Regions from separate parts of the Pan troglodytes genome. Here region 1 is linked to region 2. The links are chromatin contacts, called in public HiChIP or PLAC-seq maps. All regions are on one chromosome and are shown on one strand. Each heading gives the region's core, a stretch centred on a gene start, on an enhancer-like site or on the middle of the called end of the contact. The rest is flanking DNA. Distances are from core to core; before and after follow the strand shown.

Evidence for each region. HiChIP or PLAC-seq counts read pairs in DNA pulled down with a chosen protein or histone mark.
Region 1: a contact with region 2 is called in an H3K4me3 HiChIP or PLAC-seq map of stem cell-derived excitatory neurons, with 7 times the contacts expected there. The contact joins the promoter of CUL5 here to the promoter of ALKBH8 in region 2. A contact is called at or near these places in 1 of 7 Hi-C or Micro-C datasets (stem cell-derived neural progenitor cells) and 1 of 1 datasets of contacts at active chromatin or transcription factors (stem cell-derived excitatory neurons).

What each region holds. Positions count from the first base shown.
Region 1 is chr9:109,990,553-109,996,500 of NHGRI_mPanTro3-v2.0_pri, forward strand. It overlaps CUL5 (cullin 5), which reads left to right and starts at 3,136. Exons shown (of 20, transcript XM_522173.9): 1 at 3,136-3,910; 2 at 3,912-3,941. The coding sequence starts at 3,686.
Region 2 is chr9:109,550,302-109,555,373 of NHGRI_mPanTro3-v2.0_pri, forward strand. It overlaps ALKBH8 (alkB homolog 8, tRNA methyltransferase), which reads right to left and starts at 2,223. Exons shown (of 12, transcript XM_063784489.1): 1 at 2,060-2,223.

The DNA of each region.
Region 1 (5,948 bases), core at 1,886-4,385, 440 kb after region 2:
CAGGGTTTCTCCATGTTGGTCAGGCTGGTCTCGAACTCCCGTCCTCAGGTGATCTGCCCACCTCAGCCTCCCAAAGTGCTGGGATTATAGATATGAGCCACTGTGCCCAGACAGCAGGTGATTTTTAAAAAGATTTTAAATAAATAAAAGTAAAATTATCCCATTTTCTACTACTCACAAACACTGGTAACATTTTGAATATTTTTTCCAGTTTATCCACTATTCAGAGTAGGAAATAAAACTGTAGCTTTCTTTCTTTACAAAGTTGGAATTGTGGCACATATGTGGAATTTTGCATCCTATATTTTTACCTATTATATTCTGAGCATTTTCCCATGTAATTAATCACATAAGAGGCTATGAAATATAAGAAGGAATGGTTGATTTTTATATATGTCTTATATAAATATAAGAAGAAACATATGCTCATTTCTACTTGCCAACATAATTTCACGAAGCCCCTCTTACAACTTAAAAGCTTTGACTTTTAAGGTCAAAGGTGAGGTATGATGGCTCACAACTGTAATCCCAGCACTTTAGGAGGCTGAGGTGGGAGGATTGCTTGAAGCCAGGAATTTGAGACCAGCCTGGCCAATATGGTAAAACCCCATTTCTATACAAAAATTAGCCAGGCTTGGTGGCTCACATCTGTAATTCCAGCTATTCAGGCCGCTGAGGCGTTGAGAATCACTTGAACCTGGGAGGTGGGAGTTGCAGTGAGTGGAGATCATGCCACCTCACTCTATCCTGGGCGACAGAGCAAGACTCTGTCTCAAAAAGAAGAAGAAGAAAAGAAAGTGTGAAAAAAAAAGGCACAATTTTTTTTTCCAGTAATTTATACCATACTGCTGAGTGAAAACAAATATGTTAAAGAATTTATGCAGTATACCATCATTTGTGGGGAGAGAAAAAATAATACATACATGAATGCTTATACATGCACAGAATGTCCTAGGCATTCACAAGAAACATAACTGTTGTCTATGAGAAGAAAGAATGGATGCCTGGGGGACTGTGGAGGAAGGCAGGCCTATTTTTTAAAAATTTTCCCCAAATATTTAATTATGAAAAATTTTAAACATATAGATGAGTTGGTTTTACACAGGGAACCCTAGCATAGCCACCACCTAGACTCTACCATTAACATTTTACTATACTTGATATATATATATATACATACTTTTTTTTTTTTTTTTTTTTGAGACAGAGTTTCACTCTTGTTGTCCAGGCTGAAGTGCAGTGGCGCAATCTTGGCTCACTGCAACCTCTGCCTCCTGGGTTCAAGCTATTCTCCTGCCTCAGCCTCCTGAGTAGCTGGGATTATAGGTGCCCGCCACCACTCCCGGCTAATTTTTTGTATTTTTAGTAGAGACAAGATTTCACCATGTTGGCCAGGCTGGTCTTGAACCCTTGATCTCAGGTGATCCACCTGCCTCGGCCTCCCAAAGTGCAGGGATTACAGGTGTGAGCCACCACGCCAGGCCCGCTTTATCAGTGTTTCTACCCAACCATCAGTTCATCTTATTTTTTGATACATTTCCAAGTAAATTATAAATATAGATTCACTTACTCCTAAATTCTTCAGTATGGGTAGCATTAAACTTCAAATTTTGTTAACTATTTTCTCTTTGAATTAAATGCACATTTTAAAAAAATTTTATTATTTTTTATAGCGATAGCTACTTTGCACAGGCTGGTCTCGAACCCCTGGGCTCAAGTGATCTGCCTGCCTTCGCCTCCCAAAGTGCTGGGCTTACAGGATTGCGCCACTGTGCTTGGCTGAAATGCATAAATCTTAAGGGTATACTGGCTGAGTTTTGACAAGTGCATACACCTGAATAACTGAAGTCCCTACCACAATATAGAACATTACATCACCCCAGAAAGTCGAAGGAAGACTACTTTTGATTGTATTATTTTTAGCACCTTCTGAATTTTGTATTATGTGCCTGCGCTATTTTTAAGAAATAAATATTTAAGCATTTTAAATATTTAAACATTTTTATAACAGTGGGCCGATTCTAAATTGGATGAGAAAGAGTGAAAACAGGAGATGGCAGATAACAGGTGGGGTCAATGGAATGGAGAACTTATTGAAGTCAGAGTTGTAGCAGTGGTGTTTCCAGAACAAGTGAGTTAGGAAAATTGGAATGCTTCGGTTGACAGTAGGACGCTGAAATCAAGCTCTCAAAAGTTGTCTTAAGGTTCAGTTAAGCATAAGCAAAGGGTGGCTTGGGTAGATGGAGATTAGGATACTAGTTTCCTTTCCCTTCCTACGCTCTCAAGTGCACACTGTATTTTTTTGTTTGTAGTTTTTTGTTTGTTTGTTTTTTTGTTTTTTTTGTTCTTTTTTTGAGACAAGAGTCTCGCTCTGTCGTCCAGGCTGGAGTGCAATAGCGCGATCTCGGCTCACTGCAATCTCCACCTTCAGGGTTCAAGCGATTCTCCTGCTTCAGCCTCCCGAGTAGCTGGGATTACAGGTGCCCGCCACCATGCCCGGCTAATTTGTGTATTTTTAGTAGAGACAGGGGTTCACCATGTTGGCCAGGCTGGTCGCGGACTCCTGACCGCAGGTGTCTCGGCCTCCCAAAGTGCCGATTATAGGCGTGAGCCACGGTGCCCTATAGGGATTATAGGCGTGAGCCACTGCGCCCGGCCTCTTTGCAATATTTATCACAACTCCCACTAAGTAATATTTGACTTGTGTAACCATCCTTAACATTTGGCTACCTTATTAGGCCATAAACTCCAAACAAGCAGGGGTCTTCTCTTTTATTTAATCCTGTATTTCCTGTGCCTAGTACATATAAGTGCTCAAACAAGTATTAACTACTTGATTGGATTCTTTAAGTAGGCCCATCCCTCTTCTCTTAGTCCAGAGCTCTTACTTATTTCTACGCATTATGGCCGTATGAAGGCTGTTTGTAAACATGCAAAATACAATACCAGGTATCCTGCAGGTTCCACATGTAAATTATATTATCTCATTGGCCAGTGGTGTGTGGTCTGAAGGGGTAAAACCTGGGGGCTTATGGTTTAGGATCTTCTAGGATAATGTGCCTTCAGAAAATCGAAGATTAATATTCATTCTCTAAACAATCTTTTTTTTTTTTCAAACTTTTTTGTAATGACGAGGGTGTTGAACTGGCCTCAAGTGATCCTCCCCCTTCGGCCTCCCAAAGCACTGAACAATATTTTATCTAAGTGCCAAGCATTCCTGAATAGAAATATTAAGAGTCATCACGCTTGTGCAGTCAACACATATTTACTGGGCGCATTCTATGCACGAGTTATTGAAGACAGCTGTTGTGAGCATTTCAGGACAATGCACCTCCCTTAACACCGAGTCCGGGATTTGGGGCGGGGTGCCGGAAAACGCCAGGTCCCGCCAGCAGAGGGCGCGGTCCCGGCCTCGCTGCAGCCTCGGGACCCACCGAGGCTTCCAGGCTCCCACGCTCGCTCCCGAGCGCGTCCCCGCCCTCGCGTCACGTGACGTGGCCGCGGAACCTGAGCTGCGGGGCCTAAGCCGAGCTAAATTCGTTGCAGGTGGCCGCGGCGGGTGCAACCACAAAGGCTAATCCGAAGGAGTCGGGGAGGCTCGTGGAGTCGATGCTTCCTCTTCCAAGTCAGGTCGGCTCCCGTTACCTTCTCAGCATTCGCGGTTCACGTCTTCCTGAGCGCGTGCATGAGGTCTTTCGCGTGGGGAAGCTCCGGTGACCATGTAGGGGACAAGAGTGAGGAAGCTCCTGGTGCTTGGGACGAGGTCAGCGCTGTCGGCGCGCTGCTCCAGCGCCCACCACACCCTGGTGCGGGCCGACGGGCCCTGGGCCCTGGTGGGAGCTCCGGCCTCCGGTCAAGGCCTGGCCGGGAGCGCCACGAATTCTCGCGTCGTCTCGCGAGAGTCCAAGTTAAAGAACATGGCGACGTCTAATCTGTTAAAGGTAAGACCCTCACTCCAGCTTGGGTTTTACTGTGTGGCCGCCGGGTTCGGCTCTTTGGGAAAGGCACGGCTCAGGTTCAGCTGCGAAGTGTGGGAGTGTTCAGGGGTTGTCTACTGGCAGGGAAGCCGCGGTGGCAGCCGGCGAGTACCGGAACGCGGGTCTGTGGCCTTGGGGTCGACAGGCTCTGGTGGTCGCTCCCGCCGACTGGCCGCTGGGAGAAAAGCCTGGCTGAGCGCTGGCGAGGAGCGATGCTTTCAAGGGACCAGCTCTGGCCGGGAGCGGGAGATGAATGGTCGTGCAGTGTCCTGACCAGCTGGGCCGTTAGTACTGTTAGGTCTCAGTTTCTTGTAAAGCAATGTCTAAGACGCATCAAAGGAAAAACCAAGAAAATGCTGCCTAACAGGTTTCAGTGACTCGACCCCCCACTTCTTCCATTTCTGTTCTCGTTCTGTCTGCACGAAATTCCGAGTCAGACCAGCAGTGCCTCCCACTCCACCCCGCTTCCTCCCTTTTCTGCGTGTTACACCTTCCCTCCTAATTCTCCCATTCTTGAGTTCGTCTTTTTCCTTAGGAAACTGCTTCCTAACCCCCACCCAGTTACAGGACACAACCAGATGACAACTGATGAAGCGATACCATCGTTTTAGGGCGCAGGAAAGTTACCTTGTCAAAGACAGTATTTAAAGTTAGTTTTATATAGCAAGGGAGATCTAGGCCCACAGGGGCAGATTCTCCACCAGTTAAAAAGTTTGGAGAAGAATGAGGAAGACTTAGAACTAGTCTGTTCTGTGTATGTGTCTGTAGTAGTTAATCATTTGCCTTAAAAGTACGGACAGAAATGGGAGTAGTGAATAGCTCAGGGAACATAATATTAATGGCAAAAACCGCAGTCACTTTTGCACCAGCCTAATACAAAGGATGAACCACTTCTTCCTGAGGCCTCTCATGCCTTCAGGCAATGTGGATGAATACTAGAAAATAATAGAAAATATACAGGAACCTAACCATCATGTCTTCTTTAGACCACTGATATTTGATTGTCTAATAGATGGGACTGTCTCATAAAATGAAGAACAAATTTTACTAAGAGGCAGTACTGTATATCACCTTTTAAAAGGGAGAGGGGCCCTAGAATTAGACTCCCTGAATAGCCACCACTTAAAAGCTGTATGACTTTGGGCAAGTTTCCTTATGAGTAGGACGGCATTATCAGTAGCACCTGTATCATAGGAACATTGTGAAGATTAAATTAGTTAATATATCTATAATGCTTAAAACAGTGCCTGGCACTTAGTTAGTATAGTACAATAAATTACTATAACTACTCCCCCTCTTTCGTTAAGAAAACGAATTCGGGGAATTGAGTAACCCATCCCACTCTGCTTTTCTCTTTTATAATGGTATAGCAAATTTCCCATGCTTTACTTCAGAAAGAAAATTTGTGGGCTGGGCACAGTGGCTCACTCCTGTAATCTCAGCTCTTTGAGAGGCCAAGGTGGGAGGATTGTTTTAGATACATTAATTTAATCTTCACAGTGTTCCTACAATATAGGTGCTATTGATAATTCTGAGTTAGAGGTTATAGTTAACTATGATCACGCCACTGCTCTGTGAGACTCTAAATGAAAAAAGAAAAGGAAAGAAAATTTGTTTTATTTCTGAAGATTCCTATTGATGCATCTGTGTGTTTACATAAACAGTATGCTATTAATTGAAATGTGTTTAAGAAGTAATTTTGTCCGTGATTCTGGAAAATTTTGACTTGTTGATTACCTGGATATAAAGCAAGGTCTTTTTCTCCCCAAAAATAACTCTCAGAAAAGAGTAAGTCACTGTACTACTTACAAAACCTCACAAAGGATTGTTTGGAGGAGAAGCTACTTTGGTCTATATTAGTTAAGTACTTACCTGTGGAAGCTACTTTGGTTCATATTAGTTGAGTACTTACCTGTGGAAGCTACTTTGGTTCATATTAGTTAAGTACTTGTGGAAATTCTGAATCTACAT
Region 2 (5,072 bases), core at 973-3,472:
ATTTATTACTGTTGATTTTCAGAAGCAGCAGATCAAAATGGCTTAAGAAAACAAAGAATATCTGAGGCCCTTCAAAGGAGCTATTTTAGAGCCATTCCATTTCAAGATCTTCATCTGTGGAACAGCAACTTTGCAGTATGTCATGGAGAACAAGGGATGACTGCACTACAGAATTTTTAATATTTCACATGAGCAAACACTGCAAAGAAGGAATGAGAAAGAAACGATGCTAAATATATCTTTTTAAAATGTCTGCCACTAAGAGTCCAGCACCAGCAGGTGGAGCCTCATAACCACATTTTTGTCATCCCCTTTCCTTTTTCTCTCCCTCAGTCATGCAATATTATTGCACGTGAAGAAAGACACTAAATGGCCTTTGAGGCTCAGTTTTCCACCATTCCAGTGGCTAGGCAATGTGCTGGCCCAACATATCTGAGTCATCTCAACAAGGATAGGCTGATACCAGCTGCTGAGGTCTGGAGGTGCCCCCTTCTGACAAAGCCACTTCCCTGGCCAGAGTTTCCACTAATGCACAGATACTTGGATGCTCCCTGTGACATTATTGGAGTGAAGTCACTATTAACTATGATAGTAGCCATGCTGAGTCCTGTCCAGCCAGCTCCAGCCTAAGCGTACTCTCTGTGGGATAATGAAAGTTTGGAGATTATGCATGCTCTGCTACTTGCTTGTTAGTGAGTTTAAAGCCAATATATCCTACTAGATATTGCCCTACGTGGTAATAGTGGTATGTACATCATGCCCTCCTTGAATAATAGAGAGCCTATTATGAAACAAGCAGTATAGACAAATGTTCCTATACTTATGTTTAAAAAAATGCAAAAACCATGATTACTTTTGCACAACCTAATAATTAATAGCAAAGATTAGAAAGAATCTAACTTCCTATCAAACGGGCCCAATTTTAAAGTACGGCACCGGTATACAGAGTTTACATATAAATCTTTAGAAAATACAAGAAATTGGTGATATGGGTTGCCTCCAGGGAAGGAAAATGGATCGATGACTAAAGGAATGAAAGGAAGCTTTCTTCTTTCATGACTTTTGAAGTTAGTAGCTATTTAAACTGCATCATCTATTTAAAAAGAAAATAAAGATTTAAAATTTTTAGAAAAAAATTCACCCCATCACTTGTCACGACACCCCGTTTTAACTCTTTGAATAACACTTACTACATATTTTCTTACACTCTCATTAATTTGTTTATTCTGTCTTTCCCCATAACTGAATAAAGTACACTCACTCCATGAAGTAGAGATTTTGTCTCTATTGTTCACCCTGTAGCACCCAGCACTGAAACAGGATTTAGCACCTAGCAGCCACTCAATAACCATTTGTCGAATAAACCTAAATCGACTTTGCTGTCTTACCTCCTAAACCTCCCCTCCTCCAGAATTCTGAGTTTGGTGGCCTTCTTCAACGTTTTCATTAACACCTAGCATGGACCTCTATCTCTAGAGTTCTCACATGGTATTATAATTGCCTGTTTGTGTTGGGCTTCGGCCAGAAAACTGTCATCTATTTAAAGGCACAGACTTGGTGCCTGACATACAACTGACAATAAATATTCAATGAAATCTATCAAAATAACAGGCTGACGCTACCAGAGGTCCAGGAGTCGCAGGGTTTGCTCAAATAAGAGCACAGGAAGACTCAGCTGCGCAAGGGATCAGATCATCAGCACTGCCTTTGCATCGATGCAATCAGACCGATTGTCACCGGTCAGAAAAGCCCCAGAAGCGCCAAACTAACACGCCCCATGTTGGAACCGTCCTCTCCAACCCCAAAGAAAACAGAAGATTGACTCAGGCACCACGTGAGCGCCCGAACCAAACACAAACACGTGCACCCTAAACACAGAGAACCACCCAACGCAGACACCCTACTGCCCACACTGCACCAAGGGCGCCTCTGGGATCCATCCCCTTTCCCTAGGTTCTCAGCCCTAGCTGGCAAGGCGGATAGAGAAGACCGGAAGAGGCTGAAAAGAGGAAGCGGTGATTTGCAGCCCGTATGCCCGCCAGTAAGAAGTGCCACACACCTCCGCTTCGGCTCAGGCCGGATTCTCACCATGCGGGTGCCTTCTTCTTTGCCAGCCTCTCCACTCTAGCACCAGAACGCCGCAGCGGATACTTGCACGCCACCTCCCCTGGGCGCGGCCATGTTGGAGAAAACTGCACTACATTTCCCATGAGCCCGCGGGACAACGAACAGCGCTCCCACAGTCCTCTTCGCCTCCCAGAGCCCGGGAGTGACCCTTTCTCGACCAAGTGTGTCTTTGTAAAGTGCTGTCTGTTACACTGAAAATTCAGTTGTCTTTTTGGGGGGAGTAGTAATAATTGGTAGTGCAGCTATATTTTTATCTGTTGCTCTCCAAATGGACAAGGTCAAACAGGTTTGGGCCCTTCGGTCTTTCAGTAATGTCCTCTGGCACCTTGGATTCTTCGTGCATATTTCCTCCTGAATCTTATTAGAAGTGAGAAAGGAAAATAAATCTTGGTGCCACAAAATCACTAAGCTAAAGGGAAAAGTCAAGCTAGGAACTGCTTGGGCAAACCTGCCTCCCATTCTATTCAAAGTCATCCCTCTGAGTCATCCCTCTGCTCACTGAGATAAATGCATATCTGATTGCCTCCTTTGGAAAGGCTCATCAGAAACTCAAAAGAATGCAACCATTTGTCTCTCAGCTGTAATACGTACGACCTGGAAGCCCCCTCCTCACTTTGAGTTGGCCTGCCTCTGCTTCAATTTGTCCCTCCTTTCTGGACGGAACCAATGTTCATCTTACATATATTGATTGATGCCTCATGTCTCCCTAAAATGTATAAAACCAAGCTGTGCTCCCACCACCTTGGACACATATCATCAGGACCTCCTGAGGCTGTGTCACGGGCGGGCGTCCTTAACTTTGGCAAAATAAATTTCCTAAATTGACTGAGACCTGTCTCAGATATTCAGGGTTCACAGAGATATGGGAGAGGATCCTGGGGTCTGAAAGATGACATTACATGGGCAGGAGGGAAGGAAGTGAATATGCATGAATGTGCCAGGGGAATGGTGAGTACCACAGAGTAATAGAAAGATGTGTGGAAGAATGGTGAAGGAAGCAAGACAGAATTCTGTAGGCCTGCAGAGTGGGAGTTGCAGGGAGGAAGGTTAGAGAAATGAAATGATATGACCAGAGCTTCTTGTGGTAAGTGGGAGGAGAGACTAGAAGATGACTGATGAAGTGAAAAGTAACGAAATATTAACAAGCCCAGTAGTGGCAGAGGGAAAGAAAAAAAGAGTTGGTAACAGATCATAAGTAAAAGACAAAGGAGAGGGTGATGATTAGCAGTTGTTCCTGCTCTGTTATTTGTTATATAAATGTACCATAATCCTTCTACCTGCATTGGTTTATGAGCTATGTGAGTGCAGGGAGGGAAAGGTGCAGGGGAAGAGGAATCACCTTCCCATGTTGTTGATACAATGCCCCCTATCTGCAGGGCACCACAGTGGACTAACAATAAAATAGCTGGCTGACCAGGAAAAGTGGCAGTGAAAAAAGAGTGCTGTTGAATGGCGGAATGATTTGTGTGGAGAATACGTTACAAAGATGAAAGAAGAGGCAGATAGACAAGCATTGCAATAGTCTAGGAAAGAAAGGGTGAGACCAAAACTTAATAGTAAAAATGAGGAGGCAAGTGCAAGCTGGAGAGGTCAAATCCACCAGACATTGCAAGCTACATGAGTATAAGAGGACACACAGGAAATCTCCCCATTGCAATTCTGCTTCTGCACTACTGGATGCTTTCAAAAACACATCCCCATAGAGCTTTCTGCAATGATGGAAATATTTTATAGTTTGAGCTGTCCAACATAATAGACACTAGTTAACGTGTGGCTTATGAGCATTTCAAATGTGGCTAGTACGACTAAGGAAATGAATTTTGAATGTTTAAATTTTAGTTTCAATTAAGTAGCCACAAGTGGCTGGTGTCTACCAAACTGGATAACAGTGTAAAATATCCTCTTATCTCTTACTGATCAAATTCAATTACTTCATCTCAGTATTTGTCCTGCTTTAAGGTGCTGAAGCTTTTAAAACTTTTTTTCTACACCTCTCTTTTAATTCTCTTTATACGATCTGATCACTTACTTTCAGAATTTTCCACTAGCTTCTCTCACTCTGTCCGTAATTAAATATAGGCAATCCCTCAGATTTTGTGTTTGACTCTTTTCTGTTATTCTAGTCTCTTCCTGTCTGCCCTCCCCGGAGTTATAAAGAGATCTGTGAATCATTCCCTAATCTTTATCTTCAGCCCTGGCTTCTATTAAAAGAAAAACTTTAGCCAAATTAAATTTAAAGGAGTTTAATTGAGCAATGAACTTTTGATTCGTAAATCGGGCAGCCCCCAGAATCACAGCAGATTTGGAGAGACTCCAGCACAGCCATGTGGTGGAAGATTTGTAGACAAAAAAAAAAAAAAAGGAAATGATGTACAGAAATCGGAAGTGAGGTGCAGAAACAGCTGTTATTGGTTACAGGTTGGCGTTTGCCTTATTTGAACACTGTTCAAACAGTTGGCTACATTTGATTGGCCAAAACTCAGTGAGTGGCACAGGTGTGGGCTATGGTCGGTTTACTCCTCCACTTGTTCACGATGTACAGAAAAACCTTTAGGCTGAACTTAAATATGTAAGGAGGCAGCTTTAGGCTAAAATTGATTGACACTTCCCTTTAGAAATCAGAGTGGTTTCTAAAGAATATGGGGGCATTGGAGTATGACCTGAAATCAAAACTACAAAACAGCATTTATTTTGTTGAGATTTACGTGATAATTAATAAAACACCAAACAGAGATTAGCTGTTAAGTGATTATTCATTTATCTTCTTCTCCTGAGTTACAAGCCTTCATTTCCCTTTATCTGCTGCCCATCCCTGTCTCAATATCTCCAGAAAAAGGTGAATACATATACAATTTTGTGTGCCATCCTTTGTATACAGACCCTTATCTTTTCTTGGAATATTGCATAGACCATTTCTTCTAAGGAAGATGATTCCCCAAAAGATT